Linked DNA regions of Mus musculus: regions 2, 3, 4, 5, 6 and 7 are each linked to region 1. The links are chromatin contacts, called in public HiChIP or PLAC-seq and promoter capture Hi-C maps. All regions are on one chromosome and are shown on one strand. The core of a region is the stretch at or near the end of the contact, and the rest is flanking DNA. Distances in the headings are between cores, read along the strand shown.

Evidence for each region. Promoter capture Hi-C pulls out the DNA fragments that hold promoters and counts their contacts. HiChIP or PLAC-seq counts read pairs in DNA pulled down with a chosen protein or histone mark.
Region 2: a contact with region 1 is called in an H3K27ac HiChIP or PLAC-seq map of microglia, with 6 times the contacts expected there. The contact joins the promoter of Fam83d here to the promoter of Tti1 in region 1. A contact is called at or near these places in 1 of 39 promoter capture datasets (pre-B cells) and 1 of 115 datasets of contacts at active chromatin or transcription factors (microglia).
Region 3: a contact with region 1 is called in an H3K4me3 HiChIP or PLAC-seq map of embryonic forebrain, with 4 times the contacts expected there. The contact joins the enhancer-like site here to the promoter of Tti1 in region 1. A contact is called at or near these places in 3 of 39 promoter capture datasets (the 3T3-L1 cell line, hippocampal neurons and neural stem cells), 11 of 115 datasets of contacts at active chromatin or transcription factors (the 230-238 cell line, bone marrow-derived macrophages, craniofacial prominence and 6 more) and 1 of 9 other capture datasets (embryonic stem cells).
Region 4: an H3K27ac HiChIP or PLAC-seq map of trophoblast stem cells shows a contact between it and region 1, with 3 times the contacts expected there. The contact joins the promoter of Src here to the promoter of Tti1 in region 1. A contact is called at or near these places in 5 of 115 datasets of contacts at active chromatin or transcription factors (acute myeloid leukemia, embryonic forebrain, embryonic stem cells and 2 more).
Region 5: a promoter capture Hi-C map of liver shows a contact between it and region 1, with 3 times the contacts expected there. The contact joins the promoter of Manbal here to the promoter of Tti1 in region 1. A contact is called at or near these places in 9 of 39 promoter capture datasets (the 3T3-L1 cell line, the HPC-7 cell line, cranial neural crest and 5 more), 2 of 484 Hi-C or Micro-C datasets (CD4 T cells and embryonic stem cells), 2 of 115 datasets of contacts at active chromatin or transcription factors (the SCID.adh cell line and embryonic stem cells) and 2 of 9 other capture datasets (adipose tissue and liver).
Region 6: a promoter capture Hi-C map of liver shows a contact between it and region 1, with 3 times the contacts expected there. The contact joins the promoter of Rbl1 here to the promoter of Tti1 in region 1. A contact is called at or near these places in 4 of 39 promoter capture datasets (the 3T3-L1 cell line, cranial neural crest, hippocampal neurons and 1 more), 4 of 115 datasets of contacts at active chromatin or transcription factors (T-cell acute lymphoblastic leukemia, bone marrow-derived macrophages, extraembryonic endoderm stem cells and 1 more) and 3 of 9 other capture datasets (adipose tissue, embryonic stem cells and liver).
Region 7: a contact with region 1 is called in an H3K4me3 HiChIP or PLAC-seq map of forebrain, with 6 times the contacts expected there. The contact joins the enhancer-like site here to the promoter of Tti1 in region 1. A contact is called at or near these places in 4 of 39 promoter capture datasets (the 3T3-L1 cell line, cranial neural crest, frontonasal cranial neural crest and 1 more) and 4 of 115 datasets of contacts at active chromatin or transcription factors (bone marrow-derived macrophages, embryonic forebrain, forebrain and 1 more).

The regions. Positions count from the first base shown.
Region 1 is chr2:158,027,045-158,029,744 of GRCm38.p6, reverse strand. Tti1 (TELO2 interacting protein 1) reads left to right here and starts at 1,311. Exons shown (of 8, transcript NM_029282.2): 1 at 1,311-1,371. Rprd1b (regulation of nuclear pre-mRNA domain containing 1B) reads right to left here and starts at 1,248. Exons shown (of 7, transcript NM_001291134.1): 1 at 700-1,248. The coding sequence starts at 850.
Region 2 is chr2:158,766,737-158,769,436 of GRCm38.p6, reverse strand. Fam83d (family with sequence similarity 83, member D) reads right to left here and starts at 1,338. Exons shown (of 4, transcript NM_027975.2): 1 at 850-1,338. The coding sequence starts at 1,323.
Region 3 is chr2:157,327,077-157,329,776 of GRCm38.p6, reverse strand. It overlaps Ghrh (growth hormone releasing hormone), which reads left to right. Exons shown (of 5, transcript NM_010285.3): 5 at 142-281. The coding sequence ends at 180. Among named protein-coding and RNA genes, the nearest start is that of Ghrh, 18 kb to the left of the region's middle. Within about 2 kb of position 1,371, at least 44 of the 459 cell types and tissues checked have an H3K27ac peak or open chromatin away from gene starts, as enhancers often do. A contact at or near this core is called in differentiating embryonic stem cells, embryonic forebrain, embryonic stem cells and 1 more, where this site is marked.
Region 4 is chr2:157,422,979-157,425,678 of GRCm38.p6, reverse strand. It overlaps Src (Rous sarcoma oncogene), which reads right to left and starts at 1,386. Exons shown (of 15, transcript NM_009271.3): 1 at 1,265-1,386.
Region 5 is chr2:157,366,261-157,368,960 of GRCm38.p6, reverse strand. Manbal (mannosidase, beta A, lysosomal-like) reads right to left here and starts at 1,367. Exons shown (of 3, transcript NM_026968.3): 1 at 1,321-1,367.
Region 6 is chr2:157,203,105-157,205,804 of GRCm38.p6, reverse strand. Rbl1 (RB transcriptional corepressor like 1) reads left to right here and starts at 1,271. Exons shown (of 22, transcript NM_011249.2): 1 at 1,271-1,505. The coding sequence starts at 1,350.
Region 7 is chr2:157,247,006-157,249,705 of GRCm38.p6, reverse strand. The region is part of intron 8 of Mroh8 (maestro heat-like repeat family member 8); the gene reads left to right. Among named protein-coding and RNA genes, the nearest start is that of Rpn2, 31 kb to the left of the region's middle. Within about 2 kb of position 1,380, at least 31 of the 459 cell types and tissues checked have an H3K27ac peak or open chromatin away from gene starts, as enhancers often do.

The DNA.
Region 1 (2,700 bases), core at 62-2,561:
GACATAGAGGTTAAACTGTTGGGTTCAGTGACAGATAGACTTAACTTCCAGACAGTAGCCAGAAACAACTTGCATCCAACACCGGGCCTGGCAAGAAACAGGTAGCGCTCGGGGAATATCGTGAGAGTCTGAATTTAGTGGCAAGGGCAGAAGGCTACCCAATTTACCATCCTGTTCTCAAGTCTATGGATAGTAACTAACACGGAGTCAAGGCTTTGGAAGTACAGGTAAGTTTGTATCCGTTTTACAGATTAGAATACACCGGCACAAGGATATGAAGAAACGTTCCCAGGATCACTTAGCTAGAACACGTTTGCACCAGGTCTTAATGTGGGCAGTCTGACCAGAGACGGCTGGATCGTATTCCAATTGCCCAACACGGGGCTCCCAGCTCCAAACACAGCCACGATTTAAAACAAAAACAAAAACAACTGTCGTAAGGTGTGAGGGGGAAGCCTGATGAGGGAAGGAGCTGAGTAACTTCAAGTCTGGGCATTTGCGCCCTTGGAACTTCAGACGAATCTCCCATACCTTACCGGGCCTCAGTTTCCCTCTCCAAGTCATAAAATAACACCGTTTCCAACCTCAGACCCTCCATCAGAGCCCCAGGCCTGCAAAACAAGGCTTAAGAAGCCACAGGGCTGCGGGAGAGTGGATGAGGGAACACAGCCATGGGAGAGCCGGGGTGCGGGTGATCACCTTTGCGGAGCTCGCGGTGCCACACGGAGACGATGGGTCCTGCGTGCTTGCGGTGGTGGATGAGCCACAGGGAGAGGGTCTGCACGCTCTGCTGAGAGTTGCTCAGCTCTGAGAGCTTCTTTTCCAGCGCCGATTCTGAGAAGGAGGACATGGTGGCGGTGGTGGGGAGCAGCCCGGGCCGCCCGATGAGACGGGGAAAGCGACCGCACTCGGCCCAGGCCTCCGCTGACAGGCTGCAGGGCTCTCCGCCGACTGACAGACAGCTCGGGGTACCAGGTGGGGGGAGGGGACAGGTCTCCGCAGTAACAGCCGCCCGCGCCGCCGCCACAAGATGGCCACCCGACCTCTCACCCCGCCGCCACGGGGGTCAAAGGGCAAGGGCCACAGCCGGGCGCCGAGAGGCTTCGGAGCCGGAGGAAAACGATCCTTAGGAGGCGGCAGTATCCTTGGTCCCTGACTTCTAGCCGGCCAGGCCGAGGGAACAAATCCAGGTCCTCGAACACCGAAAATGCGCTTTAACCGCTCGCGCCCGCGCGCCGGCGCAGTGAGCCTCACCGGAACCCTTTTTCCCGCTCCGCAGAACCTTTCTGGCGCGGCGCGACGCACTACTTAGTCGTCATTTCCGCCTAGGGTGCAGGAGGCGGGAGAGTGAGGGAAAGACTGGAAGACGAGGTAAGAGTGGCGGGAGTGTAAGGGAGCCCAGCCGCTTAGGAGCGTCCAGAAACGAATCCTTAGGACACACTGAGGCAGGAAGCGCGGGAGCTGGGTGTGGGAAGGGCCGCGTCGCTTTGGTGGCTGGCCTAGGCCACACCTCCCTCCGTGCCTGGGCCCCTCTCCCCAGCGCTCCTCTAGTTCCTTTAAAGACACGAACTCTTGGCAGGGCTCCCCACTTTGGTTCCTGTTCTGACTTCCGAAGTGATACCCCTTTTCTCACCTGGTGGAACTGCGCCGTCTACTGACCTCTACTGAGTCTGGCCCCACACACACACAACTTTTTTTTTGGAGGGGTGTGATGGCTCCAAGTGCTTGCTATGCAAGAATGAGGATTTGTGTTCCCATCATTAAAAAGCCCAAGTTGGTGGGCCAGGTCTGTAACTTCAGTGTTCTGGGGCTGAGACAGGAAGATCGCCGGAGCTTGCTAGATGCCTGCTTAACTCCAGGTTCAGTGAAAGACTCAGTCTCAAAAGAATAAGCTGGAGAGTGATTGAGCGGGACACCTGACGTCCTCTGTGCGTGCACCCCCCCCCCAACACACATACCTACAACTCCCTGACGTTGTTGAACTTATTAGATGTGAGTCCCCTCCCAGCCTAAAAGACATTCCTATAGTTGATGCCTGGTTTTCTTAACTTCTCTGTCCCTAATATACATGCTTTGACCCTTCTTCACCTGGAGTGCATCATGATCATAGCTAGTGTAGTTGAGAAGTTTCTATGTGCTAGACACTTTTCAAAGCTATGAGGTAAGTGTTATCGTCTCACGGTTTAACAACTGAGGAAACAGGTTACAGAGGTGTGGTGATCACATAAGTTTCAAGCTCACAGAGCTAAGATCTGAATGAAGAGAGTGTATCTAAGTGTGTCCCAGCATCTGGAATCAAAGCTGAATTCATAGCTGATTGAATTAACGCACAAGTCAACACCTTATAATGATATAGGGAGGCAGAGGCAGGTGGTTCTCCTGAGGGTTCCAGGCCAGCTTGGTCTGTGCAGTAAATTCCAGACCAGCTTTTAAGACCCCACCTTACAAAAAAGCTCGGGCTTTTGAGACCTCATCTAAATAGTTGCTGAGTACTGAGTAACTCATGTTCTGAGTACCCTTTGTACTAAGTCTATGTATCCAGATGTTACTATTTTAAATGTCAGTCCTTAACAACAGTGCTCTGGCACGGGGATTGCTATCACCATTTGATAATGAGAACACATGAGATTCGAGTGAGTTACCTGTCCAGAGCTGCTTGGGCATAGCCAGGAAATGGCAAAACTAGAATTCAGTCAAGGC
Region 2 (2,700 bases), core at 89-2,588, 740 kb before region 1:
GGTACAGAACCAGCATCAGAACTTTGGCTTTGGCACTAGGAAGGCAGAGGCAGGAGGATTGCCTGAAATTGAAGCCTGTAAGTTCCAGGTAAGCCTGGGTTACAGTGACCTTGTCTTGCAGAGAGGAAAACAAAAAACAAAAGACAAAAACAGAACGCAAACTTGCTCCTAGACTTGGTGATGTCAACCTGATCCGCACCCTAACATATAGCGGTGCCAGGCCTACTAAGTCTTGACATGGTCTGAGGCTTTGCCCGTCATGTTCCAGGCAGTCAAAAGGTCTGGGAATGGAGCAGTGTTCACCAGCATGCAAACTTGTAGCCACACCCTCCCAAGTGGAGCCCTTTCTCCCTGATCTATGGCAGGCCAGACTCTATACTCCACCCCAGGCCAATCGGGCAGTCTGACACTAGCTAAGATAAAAACCCATTGTAACCAGTGGCTTATCTAAAGCACAAATATTTGCATTTTGGATCAATGCTACTTGGAACAGTCCCAGGCACTGTGGGTTAAAAATATCTCCCACCAGACTCACTCACAGAAGTGAAAGAGATAAACCGACTGCTCGAATTTATCTGTCTACAACATTAAGAAGCGTGGAAAAGTGGTAATTACAGATCTCCCCATGGTCTCCGGGTATCATCTTTTGGGTAAAACTAAGCTTTTACTTAGCTCCTGAAAGTGAGACCTAATGTCAGCTGACGTCCCTGGAATTCTGCAATCCACTTTGGTTTGAACTAACAGTCGCTCTGTTCCAGGGGTACCAATAACAGAAGTTGGAACTACGACATGACTCAATTTTCAGAAGGCCGATGCTCCTCCCCTACCCGCTGCCAGGGGGCCGCTCACCTCTCGGGCGGAGCGCAACTGCTGGCGCAGCGCATCCTTGCAGCCATACGGGCCTCCGGCGCCCGCGCCGCGGGGCTGGAAATGAGCCTCGACACGCGTGGCACCGCGGTAGGCACCCTGGTAGAAGGAAGGCCAGCCGAGCTCCAACGCCGGCGGTTCCAGGTCCGACTGCTCCGGAAAGTAGGTGCCCGACGAGCATTCGTGAGAGGAGCCGAACGAGTCCTCCGCTACCGCCGCCCCATCCTCGCCCGGCCGCTCGGCAGCGCCCAGAACCTCGCGCACCTCGTCGGCGTTGAGGAAGCGGCCCAGCCGCTCACGCCGTAAGAAGGCGGCCCAGGCGTCGGGACCACCGGCCAGCAGCTGCTCGAGAGCCAGACGCCGCGCCTCGCTGAACAGCTCCGTGGGGTTGGGCGGTCCGCACGGAGACAGGCAGGCCGCGGGAAGGTCGTCCAACAGCTCGAAGCGAGCAGCCATGGCAGTGCCCAGAACCGATCCACTTGTCTACGGTGGTAGTCTGAGTTTTTATAGGCATCTTTGAATCAAACCAGCCCGCTCTATTGGCTCGCCGCCCCGCCCCAGCAATCCCATTGGCTGGATGTCTCCCATGCGTACCAAAGGCTCTGCCCCCTCATTGCTATTGGTTGCTCCTGAGACAGAACCCGCCCACCCTCTGCTCTCACTGCCTGATGGCTGAGCGGAATTTAAATCTGACTTTACCCCGCCCTAGCGGCTCCAGAACCCTGCCAACCCGGGACATAGCCCCGCACTGTCCGAGCACGCCCCCTGCCGAGTGCCCTATAACATGGTGCTTCAAGGACTCGGACTAGGGGTAGGACTTGCTCCTGGACATGCTTATTTTGGTGTGATCAGCCTCATTGCCACTCCACCCTGCATCTAATCATTAACTTATCAATACAGAGAGCAAGTGAGAAGGAGAGAAGGACAGAGGGACGGAGGGAGGGGGAGGGAGAAGGAAGGGAAAAGATGGGGAGGAAGAGAGACAAAGAGACAGAGATAGAGCCTGGAGTGGTGGTTCATCAGTTAAGAGCACTTCCAGAGGATCTGGGTTTAGCACTGTCTCCCCTGGCAACCTCTAACCACCTATAATGCTTCCAGGGAATCTGATGATGCCCTTTCTGGTATCCACGGACACTGTATGCATACGTAGCACACAAACATACACATTAAATAAAAATAAATAAATGTCTTTTTTTCTCAGTGGTGCAGAGCTGGGGGTGGTGGCACACTCCCAGCACATGGGAGGTTAGGGTAGGAGAATCTGGAGTTCGAAGCCATCTTATTCTGTGTCAATCCTAAGAGAGGTCACAGAAGACCTTGCAAACATACACATATATATCTATATACATATACACATACATATATGCTCATACATATACATCTATATACTAATCCACTGTGGTATCTACTTCTTCGCTTAAAGGTCTCTCTCACTCTCTCTCTCTCTCCCTTTCTCATATCTTGTAGCGAAGGATGACCTTGGCTTTCTAACCCCCTGCCTCTACCTCTGTAAACTTAAAACAAACCAGTACTGCTGTGAGGATCTCCTCCCTCTCTTCATCCTTCCCTGGTTCCAGCCTTCTCAGGGAAGTTATTCAAGCCCAAAGGCAAGAGCTTCCTGTGTCCCCACTCTGGCATCCAGGATGCAGAAGACTACCTTCCTCTATCAAATCGAACCAGCTCTTGCATGTAATAAGGACAGGGGCCAGGCCTGAGGCTGTACAGTCACACAGTGTCTTTGCCTCTGTTTCCTGGGTTAAAAGCAAGGATAATCAGAGATCATAATCTATGATCCCATTGAATGACGTAGAGCATTGCTCTCCACTATAAGCT
Region 3 (2,700 bases), core at 122-2,621, 700 kb after region 1:
CATGGTGCAGCCATTAGCATCTTTCCAGCCCATGCTTCCTGTCTCTGGGAACCTGGAAGTCCTGCCCCTGCCTGGAACCCCAGTCATCTTGGTGGCTCAGGAGCCCTGGCATCTGGATTGAGTGTCTCTTTCTTTCTGCAGCAGGGATTCCCAAGGATGAAGCCTTCAGCGGACGCTTGAGCCCCCCGAGCCCCAAACACAACTGTACCCTGTTACTTCTGCTTCAGCTCTGACCTTTTCCGTCCTCTGTAAATACAATAAAACCCCCATTCTCATCTGCACTTCAGCTTCCTTTATTGTCAATCTGATTTTTTTTTTTTTTAAAAACATGGCTTATATGGTTATTTCTCCCAAGTAGCATGATGAAATATAATGGTGCAAAACAGCTGGAGCTGGAGAGGCAGCTCAGCTGGTAAGGTTCCTGCTGTGCAAGTAAGCATGAAGATGAAGAGCTCAGATCCCAGCACCCACAGAAAAGCCAGGCATGGGAGTGCGTGCCCGTGGTGGCAGAGATGTGGAGACCAAGTAAGACGGGTCCCTGAGGCTCACTGGCTAATTAGTTTAATCTAGTCTGAGAGTACCGGTGAGAGGTCTCAGAAAAAAAGGTGACTGTCCTTGGCTACATAGTAAATTCCAAGACAGTCTGGGCTACATTGGACACTCTCAAAACAAACAAACAAACAAACAAACAAACAAACAAACCCGAGTAAATTAAGCCTTAAAAAAATTGACAACTGTGAAACCTGGATGACGGGATGTCTGGAATGACTGATTAAAAGTGTAAAAATAACCCCAGCATTTAAAATCGAATGGGACTCCTAGCTCTTGGTTTTCCCAGCCAGCCTAGTTCATTGCCAGCAGGAAAGGGAAGCACGTGGCGCTGCAGCCAGGTCTCCTATCTCCCACCTGCTCCCCCAGAGCCTGGGCAAGCAATGGAAAGCGTGGGAAGTGCTCTGCAGGAGGCCTTTCGGTGGCCGGTGGAGACAATGAGAACAACGGGAACAAAAGCTCCTCTGGAGGAGAAGGCTAGCCCAGGAGGGCAGGCAGAGGCAGGAGGCGGGGAACCTGCCAAGGTCTGGGACAAAGAGGGAGCTGAGCTGAAAGGGAGACTCTCCCCACCTCCCTTCCCGGCCCCACCTGCTCATCTCTTTCCCTGCCCTGTCCCAACAAAGGCGAAAGCTCGGGGCGCTCTCCACTTTCAATTAGTTTTTCAGATGAAATAATGGCCGCTGAGAACCAAGGCTACTTGTGGGTTTTGAGGTGAATACAATTACAGGAGGGCAAATCCATTGCAGCCACCCTGGGCTTTATCTCCATTAACTGGGACGCTAGTGGCCGCTTAAAAGACTTAACTCCTCCCCCTAGAGAAGCTCGCTCCTGAGGGGCCCTACTTAAGACTAAGGGCTACTTTCATTGCACTAAAGATGTTTTCTAATCAATGGAGGACTTGTCCCTTTCATTAAGTTGGCATTCACAGGGAGACTCCCCCCACTGCTCCCTACAACTGACCGTTGGAGGGGCCAGAGGCCACTTACAGTTCCACCAACTGTCAGGTGACTGGTACCAGGTCACACATCCAAGAGGGAGCAAGCCCAGGGCTGTGTGTGTGTGTGTGTGTGTGTGTGTGTAGTATGGGGTGGTGATCGCTCTTGTATTGCTGTAAGGTTTCAGGCCCCTCAGTACTATGAACTGGGACATGAAGTGAGGGCACAGGTCAACCTGGAACAAACCGCATATGGGGCTTCTGGTCACAATGGAGGTGCTCATGATTTATGATGGGCCACACCTGATTGCTACCTGTGAAACCATCATCAAGTCAAACCAACCAGAGAGTCAAAGGGTTGTGCCTGGTGGTTCGTGTTTATAATCCCAACACTGGGGAGACTGAGGCAGAGGGTCATGGGTTCCAGGCCAGCTTGTGCTACCCAGTGGGATCTTGCCTTACCAAATACTTAATAATCCTTAGGAGCGGGGGGGGGGGGGGGGGGAAGGACTCATTGGGGCGTGAAGGCATGAGAACCCCAGGGCCCATAAAAGTCGCCAGGCACTGTGCGGCTTTTACACTCCCAAAAGGAGGGAGGAGGAGATGGGCAGACCTGGGGTCTCGATGGCCAGCCAGCCTAGCCCACTTGGCCAGCTTGGAGTTAAGGTGGTGGAGAGCTGCCCCATGTGGGTGCTGGAAGCTGAATGTGGGAGTCCTCTGTGGGAGCAGTATCTGCTCTTAACCACTTCAGCCCCTCAAAATCCAGGCTTTTAAAATAGAAATTCTCCCAGAAAAGAACATGTGTGTGTGTGTGTGTGTGTGTGTGTGTGCGCGCGCGCTCACGGAGGCCAGGGTTAACTTCAGGCACCATCTGACTGACAGGCACGAGCTCTAGGATCTTGCCTGTCTGTCTTCCAGTGTTGAGATTGCAAGCATACTCAGTGTTTAACTATAGGTACAGGGCTCACCTTTCTAGTCCAATCGTCTCAATGTTGAAATCTAGTTGAAATGTTAACCACCATGGACAAAACAAGATGCTTACAGACCACTGCACAGGTCTGCAACCCTTGGGAGAGGTGAGGTCTACAACTGCAGAATTCCAGATAGAACTATTCCTAGAGTTCGAGAATCTCTTTCCCTTCCCCATCTAAAACCCTCATTTCCTCACCACGGCAAAACCTAGTTAGGCTGGAAAGCAACCTGTAGACGCCAAGTTT
Region 4 (2,700 bases), core at 137-2,636, 600 kb after region 1:
CCCCGGGAGGCGTTCACTGGATATCAGCAGCTCTGGTTATAACTGCTCCATTTTCTTTCCTGTGGTTCTGCAGCTAGCACCAGGGCCTTGAACAAGCTGAGCCTGTGCTCTACCACCGAGCTACCTCACAAGCCAACTGATCGATCCTCCCTGAGAGGACTGAGGCCAAAGGGAACCCTTTGTAGCACGGAGTTACCCGCTTCTGCAGGCAGCTGTGCCACAGGTACCTCAACCATCCTGTGCGAGCGAGCTCCAGGATGGGACTCATTTATTGAGCACGCCCCCCCATATATGCCAAGTCCTGGGCTGCGGAAGTGCAGGGAATAGTCACTGATGTGAATAGTCCAAGGGGCGGTCCCTGGCTCAGGTCACTCAGGAAAACAAGAAACCTAGACACCTGGACTCCATAAGGTTGGAAGAGTCCCCTGCCCCCGCCCCTGCCCCCGCCCCCGTGTCCACCTTGGTAACTAAATCTGACCTATACCCAGATGACCCCAACACCACTTGCCTTCACTGGGCAGTCTGTAAAGCCGGGAAGACCTCAGGGTCCCAGAAGCCTCACACACCTCTGTCCACCTTTCTAATCGGAATGCCTCAAAGGTTTATGGGATGGATACCCAGAGTGAGTCCCCTCTGTTCACCCCACCCTTCAACCAGCCCACCTACCACTGAGGAGGGCCTTGGCTCAGAGAGCTAACTAAGGCACAAGTGGTGGTGGGTCGTAGTAGGGGGCACAAACTCACCTCCAGTACCTGCCTGGGTGGGCAAGCGGACCTGGTGGCGGTAGTGAAACCCCAAAACTTTTGCCAACTTCTGAGTCCATCGGTCGCTGGGCCTGCGCAGGGGCGAGGCTGGGGGTTGGGGGGGATGGGGGGCGAGGACAGGGTGGCCCTGTTTCTTCCAGACCAGCAGCACTAGGCCCTACCCAAGGCCCCAGTGAGACCTAAGGAGGTAGTGTGGCCCTCCAGGTGCCCCTTCCCCAACGCCCACCCCACCCCCACCGCCCACTCCGGGCCGGGGGCGCCAGGCCCAGCAGCCGCGATCGCGGGCGGCGCCGATCGGCCGGGTTTTCAAATGTGGCCTAACCGAGCCAGGGGACTCTGCGGCCGAGGGTCCCCGCGTTCCGGTGCCCCCCGCACCCCGCTCGTCCTCCCCCGCGCATCCCAACAAAAGGCCGCGGCGGGCAGCTCGCGGGCCGCGGCGTAGAGTGGGCAGGGCGGGAGCCCGCAGCAGGGCGCGGGGCCGGCGGGGCGGGGGCGCTCACCTGCACGGCGACCGTGAGCTCCGGACGCGCCCGGGCGGACCCCAGCGGGGCGCGCGGCGCTGGCGGGCAGCGGCCTGGCCGCTCCGGCGGGGCGGCCGGTTGGATTCCGGGCCCGGAGAGACAGACCGAGAGAAAGGGAGGAGGCGGCGGCGGTGGCGGCGGCGGCGGCGAGGGGGAGGGAGCGCGCGGGAGGAGGGGCCGCGGCCGCCGCGAGCCGGAGAAAGGAGGAAGCGCGGACCCGGGCCCCGCCGGCGACCCGGGAGACCTGCTGTGCGAGCCGGGCCCGCGCCTCCCGCACCCAGCCCCCCACCCCCCGCAGCTCCGCCCGCGGGGGCGCCCCCCCAACCCCACGCCACGCGCCGGGCTCGGCCTCCCGGGACCACGTTAGCGTTCAACCCTAGCTACCTGAGCTACGCACCGGTGGCTAGCACTGTCCGGAAACTGAGGCACTGGCCACACCAGCCTTGACCCTGAGTGTCTCTAATCCTCAGAGACTGGAACCGAAGGGACAGGGAAATAGTGAGGGGGAGAGGCAGTATTGTTAAAATGTATCAAAAGGCAAAACAGTGGCTCACTATGTGGCCAAGGCTGGCCTTGAACTTGCGGAGCCTCCAGCCTCTGCCAATGGAGGGCAGGAACTTGCGGGGCCCAGCTCAATTAGGCCAAGCCTAAATTCACTTTCAATGCATAAGGAGACCGTGTGCATCTGCTGGGCAGTGTGCTTGTTGCCAGCCACTGAGGATGACAGAACCAACCGGACAGGAAGTAGAGAAGAAAAATGGGGCAAGCGGGATGAGATGTGGCTTCAGGCTGGTCTCAAAGACCACCAGGTTCTAGCGCTGCCCGTTGGGGGTCCAGGAGCATCCTTGACTCCTCCCGTTCACTCTGGAAAGATGGGCCTGACCATCTATCAACCATCTCCATGTTCCTTCCTTGAAAGTGCTTCCATCTCACAGACAGGGAAACTGAGGTTCATGTGGCACAGGCCTGGGCTTCTGGCAAAGATCCCTCCCAAAGGGCAAGTCCCCCATCATCCTAGATTGTGAGAGGCTCCAGCCCCAGGGTACAGCTATGTCTCCCAGGAGACCAGGAAAGGGCAAAGCTTTGAGTCAGACTGATCTGAGGTCACATCTAGGCCAGGTGCCTCAGGGTGTGTTCTGTCCACTAGCTTCCTGTTCCAGCCCCCTCTGTTGTGAAGAAGGAGTGGGCCAGGCTGAAGATCTGAGGGCCTCACTGACAAGAGCAAGTGGGGCCAGGGTAGCCCACTGTGGCCACGGGGACTGCTCAGGGTTTCTCATGAACAGCGGGCAAACTAGCCAGCCACTCCTGTTCGCAGGGCTTGCTTAAAGATTAACGGCAGTTTCCCAGGGCTCCCCTGGGCAGGCTCTGGCTGGAGGAGCAGGTTTCTCCGCCCTCCTCCATGCCTAAGATTTGTC
Region 5 (2,700 bases), core at 118-2,617, 660 kb after region 1:
TGTTTCAGGGGAGGCCTGGCTGAAGCCTTCACATAGCGTAAGGCAGTCTTTGTCCGTTTCTACTCACAAATTCGATGCCATCTCTATCCTAACTAAGTAAACATTTACTACACACTATGGCTGTAACCTTGGCAATGTGAGGTTCAAAAACAAAACTACCACTTATTGATGTTTCAGCAAAGTTCCCATGGAGCCCTCAAATTTGCTATGCAGCCCAGAACAGTATAGGCATGCTCTGCCCCACCCCCAGACTTAGGATGCAAGGGATAAAAACCAAGGCTTTTACACGCTGGGTAAGCCCTCTTCCAACTCAGCCATATCACCAGCTCTGATTTTTAATTTTGATTTTTTTTTTTTCGAGACAGGGTTTCTCTGTGTAGCTTTGGTTGACTTGGAACTTATTCTGTAGACCAGGCTAGCCTCCAACCCACAGAGCTCCTCCAGGATGGCCAGGGCTGCACAGAGAAACCCTGTCTTGGAAAAACAACAAAAATTTTGTTCTCACCAAATAGCTTAGCAACTTTAGCCTAAGAATCTTCCTTTAAAAAAAAAAAAAAGGCTGTTTAAAATAGCACCTTTTTCAGCAAACCCCAAAGGCTATCATTACTACTCTTGTGCTGATATGAGGGTTACACAGGCAGCTGTCCTACGTGACTAATGAGGGGGTAGCGTATACAGAGGGATACGCCAAGCAAGACGATGACCTACGTGTAAAGCAGGAAGAGGTAAAACTTCATCGTGCTACTATCTTAGGGCCGGGAAGAACAGTTCTGGGGTCTGAACATGGGACTCAAGCACGCTGGGTGAGTCTCCACTACTGAGCTACTCAAAACACACAAATTCAAAGCCATGCGCGGTTTGTTTCTGGAGTCTTCCACTTTCTATTTCCAGGTGTCAGGTCACTGGAACCGCAGACACCGGGGAGGCTATCGCATTCCCCATCCCTTTCTCTGGCAGTTTTCTCTCAAGCACACACTGCAACTAAGCACTGATACGCTCCCGGCCTTCGCATCCTCCGCACAGGCCCAAGGGAGCCTTCTGCGGGGAAGGAAAGTGACCGGGAGAGGAAGATCGAGATGCCCGAGGTAACACAGCCATCCAGGGCACACCCGACAAGCCAAGCCCCGGCTGGTCCCGGCGCAGGGCAGGCTGGGCCCTGGCCCTGCACAACCCTCGCGAGGGCCCCAGTCTCCTCGGAACGCAGACTGCCTTTACAGATAACTGCCCTCCGCAACCCCGGAAGCCGCTGTAACCCGCAACGCCGCCCCGATCCCGCCCGCCGGGAAGCCTCGGCCGGGTTATCCGAGCCTCAATACTTACCTCCCGGAACGCCGCGCCGCCGCACCGGAAGTGATCCCTCGTGACCCGGAAGCGATGTGCTGGGAGCAGCAGCAGATTCCGCTCAGCGGGTTTTACCAGGTCCACCGCTTCCTCGCCGTCTTCCTCCTGCTCTCCCCTAATTAGACACCGAAGGTTGAAGCTTTAATGAATTTTTTATTTGATTTGAGACAGGGTCTCAACAGTGTAGCTCTGACTGGCCTCGAACTGGGGGCAATTCTCCTGATTACAGCCGGTCTCCCCCCAGTTTAGAACTCAGTTCTAAGTCTGAGCCAGAAATCTACAATATAAGGGGTAGGACAAACATTACCATGCTATAATTCAGACAAAAACAAATCACCATAATAAATTAAAAAGAGACCAGTGAACATCTCTGCTTCCATGGAGTTTATAGTCAGTAAGTCACATAATAGATAGGGAATCCTTAATGCGATAAATGTTTGGAAGGCAAAAATCAGCATTGAAATAAGTGCGGCAGACCAGTTAGGAATGGAGTTTAATGGGCAGTGATGTGATTGGTGCCTGATAGTCAAGCCTTCACAGTCTCCCACGCTGACCAATGTGACCCATAGAATTTTGGGGAAATACTGAGCTTGAGTTCCGAGATTAAGACAGAAAAACATTGTGACTTCCTCTTTCCTCGCTCTTGATCATTCCTGGGAAGTCCCGCAGAGTGAGATTCACGTGGGCAGTTATCAAGCCTCCAGCCAACGAACTCAGCTTGGCAGCCAGATAAACTATCTCTAGGTCAGCTGATGTGGCCCTGACCCCTAAATCCTTTAATTATGTGTGCCACGGGTGGGTATTGGTGTGGGTACGGGTGTGGCATATGCACTCACATGCATGTACCTATGGCTGCTGAGGCCAGAGTATATCACGTGTCTTGCTCTATTATAGTCCACCTTATTCCCTTGAGATAGGGAAAGCCGCAGGGATCCCGTATCCATCCTCTCCTCTCCTCTGCCTTGGACTGGCGTTAAAGATGTATGAGTGACCATGCCTGGCTTTTTACTTTGGGTCTTTGAGACCTTCATGTTTAGTCAATAAGCACTCTCACTCACTGAGCCATGCCCAGCCTCAAAATCAATTGTGTAGATGGATTTTGGGTTGTTTGGTTTTTTGTTTTTGTTTTTTCCTTTTTCTTTTCTACTTCTGAGGCAGAATCCTCAAGCGTGCTGCTCCAAACTCCTGCTGCTGTGAGGTCCTCCCAATGGTAGACATAGACGGTCATCGACAACCCAAGCCAAAACAAACTTGCAAAGTTTCTTCTATCGGAGCCTAACAGCAACAAACGAGTAACTAGGGACTGGAGAGAGGCTCAGTGGTTAAGTGTGTCTGCTGCTCTTCCAAAAGAACCTGGGC
Region 6 (2,700 bases), core at 22-2,521, 820 kb after region 1:
GGTAGTCTCCACGAGGCCATACCCGCAGCAGTGGATTTTGTCCAAAACAAATTAATCATCATTAACATGTTAAAATCTCTGCTTTGAGTATACCATGAGGCTTTAGTGGGGCATAGGAACTCCTTCATAACTTGCCTTGACGTCCCTGTTTTCTTCTCTAGTGACTCCTTCATCCAAACAAGGACTACTCTGTAATTTTCAAACACACTGCCCCAAGTCCTTAGTGTAGAAGAGAAATAATCCAAATCAGGGAATACAGTGAAGGCAAACGATTCTATCCTACCATCCAACTCTCTTGGAAGAGCTGATCAATAAGTATGACAATTTCAGATAAGGTACAATGGAGACGATGAAATAGAAGTTAGGTGTCAGCTTATAGATGTACTGCTCAGTAATGGCCTGAGAAGGTTAAAATTAGACTTAAATGATGAAGAGCAAGGTATGCAAAGATATGCACAATAGCATTTTCACACACGGAGAAAAGCCTCCTGCGACTGAGAACTAGCTTGATATTCCCAAGGTTACGAGTTACCTGGTGCATCTGAATGCTATTATTTTTCTGTATTTTAAAGACAAAAAATGATCTCGTGCAGGATTCTGAGTGAAAACGATCAGGTTCTAGTTTAGGTTTTAAAAACACCTTTCAGGTAAGCGCGAGGACCATCTCTATTCCTGAAACGACTATTTACTGGGACAGTTTCCAGAATCCTGGGAGTGAGGCTGAGACCCGTCACCCCAAACCCTTGTCCCTGCATCCCTTTCTGGCGAGATTTGGGAGTCTCTGACGTGGCGCTTCTACGTGAAGAAGCCACTTTCGGCAGCTCCCGCCTCCACCTCCATCGAGGGTCAAAGCTCAGTGAGAGCGGGCTGGAGGCGCGCCGGGGAGCTGACAAACCTAGGGTCCACAGGACAGTGTCATGGAGAAGGCTTCCCACTAGCGTGAACGGACTCGCAGTCCCAAGTCACCCACACCAGGGAACCCGCGGTGGAGAGCGCGGGGCGCGAGCTACAGTCCCGGCAGCCTCAGCACCGGCTCGGATCCTTCCGCCCCGCTCTCTCACGTCCGTCCCCGCGGCCCGGAGCCCCGCAGCTGCCCACCCAGGGCCCGAGCTAGATCTCCGTTAGAGTCCGAGGTCCATCTTCTTATCCCATTCCGGGAGACGGGCTGCTGCGGGCTCCAGAGGAGAAAGGGACTTTTTGAGAAGAAAAGCGGAGGCAGACGATGAAGGGAAGGCGAGCTCAAGAAGGCGATTTTCGCGCGCTTTGTCGCGGGGGGTTGTGGGTAGCTCGCCGGGAGGGAAAAGAAAACCCCGAAGCCGGTCGCGCCGCCCGTCGGGCCGGAGGGGGATATGTTCGAGGACGAGCCCCACGCCGAGGGGGCGGCGGCGGTCGCCGCGGCCAGGGAGGCGCTGCAGGCCCTGTGCCAGGAACTGAACCTGGACGAGGGAAGCGCGGCCGAAGCCCTGGATGACTTCACGGCCATCCGCGGCAACTACAGCCTAGAGGTGAGCGGCGGCAGGTGGGCGGCGGCCCCGACCCTCGCCAGGCCCCACCCCCGGCCCGCCCCCGCCCCAAGCCTATCGGGCGGTGGGAGTTCCCCACCTACGAGGGTCTCCGAGGAGTGCGGGGAGGGAAGGGTGGGTGTAGCTCGGCCAACCCACCCATTTGGATTGAGGCGGGAAACCGAAGATCGGAAAGTGAGCCGCCGGTTCTGCGGGGGTTCCCTAGGCTCCCAACTTTCAAACTTGATTTCTGCGCGCCGCCCAGTGCCCCAAACGGCGCGGTGCTGCCGTTAAATCGATCAGACCTGATCCCGCGGTAAAATGAATTACTCATCGCTGCTCAGCCCTTTGATTATGTCTTCCCCAACTCGTTTGAAACACCACTGGATCCCCATTCCACAGAGGGAGAAAGTGGGGTCGGTAAGAAGTTAATTTAGCGCCCAAGGTGACGCAGTTTGCCATGCAACCTGGTACAGCAGTTTGAGCCCTTTAACTCCTCCATTCTTCCACCTAATCGAGTGTAGCAGTTAGTTCGTTTATACCATGCACTGTAGTTAGATAGATCAAAGTCAGCACACACAAAGCTCTTCTCAGCCCCACGTTCCTCTCTGCCAGGCCGTTGCTCTAACGATTGATGTGGTATCTGGCTCTGAATAAAATAAATGGTGCTTGTTATCATTATTAGGTATTCCCAGTAACACACACACATATGTTAATGATATATATGTGTGTGTGTGTGTGTGTATACATATATATATATATACCCAGGGGGTATCGAGACAGACTATTTCAGCATCTAACTGAGATGTACAAAAGCTTTCATTATACACATGGGCAGGATTCACATATAGGATTCCTCTGACTCAGACTGCCAGCGAAATAATTGCTGGTCAGGGAGTAGGAAATAGGGAGCAACTGTTGTACACATGTCTATACTCCTATGAGAGAAAAGTACCTGAGACTACACACACACACACACACACACACACACACACACATATATAAAATTTGTCTTTACAGCAGGACAGTGACTACTATACCTGTTTTCTTGGTGGTGTTACAGCTCAACATCCTTTTTTTTTTTTTTAGAGAATTAGAGTCACTCTAATATAGAAACCCAGATTGGTCATAAGCTTAGTGTAGAAGTAGACTTGTATTGGCATGTGTGTGGAATTCATGTCCATGCATTCAGCAGATC
Region 7 (2,700 bases), core at 131-2,630, 780 kb after region 1:
CAGGACCACCTGCCCAGGTGTGGCCCCACCCACAATGGTCTGGGCCTTCCCTCATCCATCAGTAATTAAGAAAATGCCCTACAGCTGGATCTTATAGAGGAATTTTTTTAAAAATGTTAAATCTTTTTTTTTAATTAGGTATTTTCCTCATTTACATTTCCAATGCTATCCCAAAAGTCCCCCGTACCCTACCCCCACTCCCCTACCCACCCACTCCCACTTTTTGGCCCTGGCGTTCCCCTGTATTGGGGCATATAAAGTTTGCGTGTCCAGTGGGTCTCTCTTTCCAGTGATGGCCAACTAGGCCATCTTTTGATACATATGCACCTAGAGACAAGAGCTCCGGGGTACTGGTTAGTTCATAATGTTGTTCCACCTATAGGGTTGCAGATCCCTTTAGCTCCTTGGGTACTTTCTTTAGCTCCTCCATTGGGGGTCCTGTGATCCATCCAATAGCTGACTGTGAGCATCCACTTCTGTGTTTGCTAGGCCCCGGCATAGTCTCACAAGAGACAGCTACATCAGGGTCCTTTCAGCAAAATCTTGCTAGTGTATGCAATGGTGTCAGCGTTTGGAGGCTGATTATGGGATGGATCCCTGGATATGGCAGTCTCTAAATGGTCCATCCTTTTGTCTCAGCTCCAAACTTTGTCTCTGTAACTCCTTCCATGGGTGTTTTGTTCCCAATTCTAAGAAGGGGCAAAGTGTCCACACTTTGGTCTTCGTTCTTCTTGAGTTTCATGTGTTTTGCAGATTGTAAATTATATCTTGAGTATTCTAAGTTTCTGGGCTAATATCCACTTATCAATGAGTACATATCATTTGTTTTGTGATTGGGTTACCTCACTCAGGATAATGCCCTCCTTATAGAGGAATTTTATCAATTGATGTTTTCTCCTTTCACATGATTCCAGCTTGTGTTAAGTTGATATAAAACTAGCCAAAACTAGCCAGCACAAGCTAGCTGTGGTGATGCACTCTTTTAAAGGCAGCACTAGGTAGGCAGAGACAAGCTGATCTTTGTGAGTTCAAGACCAGCCTGATCTCCACAGTGAGTTCCAGGACACCCAGGGCTATGTAAAGAGACCCTATCTCAAAACAAAAACAAACAAAAACCCTAAATAAACACACAAAAAATTTAAAACAAACAAACAAACAAACAAACAAACAAACAAACTAGCCAACACAGGGTAGGACTTTGAAGTATGTTAAACAGTACTAGTGATACTGAAGGAGCCTGCAGGCCTGCATGAACTTTGCTTTAGTGTGAGGCCCCACAAGTATCCAAGCCTCTTCTGCCTGAGGTGAGGGAAATGACTCCTTTCTCCTTTGGTAGAAGGTGTCAAGTTCCAAAGAAATCTGAGACAAAGGGCTACCAGTGGTGTCTATTAGCATACCAAAGTGTCTGCTTGGCTTCCTCAGGCCCTGGGGCTCACACCCTGTCCTCTACCCTAAACCTCTCCAGCCCAGGGCCCTCACTTCCCTAACCCCAGCTTCTTGGCTAAAATCTTGGTTCTCTCTGGTCCTTTCTTGGTCCCTTTGCCCCTCACTCCTCTTCCTGTCTCACCCCCTTCCTCCCCTTATGGACAGGTTTAGTCTGGACTCTTCCAGAGCCTCTGGTTGTTCTCTCCCTCTTATCTACAATAAAATCCTCCCTCCGCTGTACCTTAGAGCTGTCATGTCCTCATTTCCTTCAGAGGGGACCTGGCTTTGCAAGTTCCTGAGGAATGCTGGCTTTTTACTAACCACCTGAGAGCCTATGGTCCAGGTCAAGCCTATTTCTGGATATTTGGACTGCCATTTAGAGACTGGGGAATTGGAGCTTTCTTAGGAACTGACACTGTTGTATTTTATAAAAAGAAACCAAGATGTTTGATAGAACCAGGTATGGTGAGATGGGAGGGGTGCCCATGTGGAGCCATCCCTTTCCCCTGAGGTACCAGCCATTCGACAGGTATAGTATAGAGTTTATTTAGGGCGTGGGAAGGGGAGTTTAGAACGGAATAGAGACAGAGAAAGACGGGGGTGGAGTGGGGGGCCGTGGAAGGAGGAGGAAGAAAAGAGGAGAGAGAAGAGAGGCCTAAGGTAGGGGGTGTGGGGGGGAAGAGAGGTAGAAAGGGGTCAGAGAGAGAAGGGGCAGAGAGAGAGAGAGAGAGAAAACAGTCCCTTTTATAGGAAGCCAGGTAGCTGTTGGGTGGAGCCAAAAAGGAATGCTATTAGATAGAGTTTGCATCCTTTTCTGTGAGCCTTTATTCTCACTGGGGATCCCACTCCCCCCCACCCCCACCCCCGAGTTTCTCTATGTAGCCTTGGCTGTCCTGGAACTCCCTCTGTAGACCAGGCTGGCCTCAGATTCAGAAATCCACCTGTCTCTGCCTCCCAAGTGCTAGGATTAAAGGCGTGCGCCAGCACTGTCCAGCAGGATCCCACTTTTTAATCTTCAGTTTCTCTGTTTCAGTATCCCACTTCTCAGTTGTTGTCAATCCTCTGCCATAACTTCTAAAAAGAACACCCCACTCACCCCACCCCACCCCCTTCCACAAACTGTGACCACCTTTCTGTGTCTGTTGCCTCTTCCTTCTGCAAAGTAGTGTCTCTTCTTCTGGACAGGTCTTGCAGCCGCTGGGGCTTCCCCCACTCTCCATCATTTCTCTAAACTGTGTATTACTTAAGCTTTCCTGGGCAGAGATGAAGAAGCAG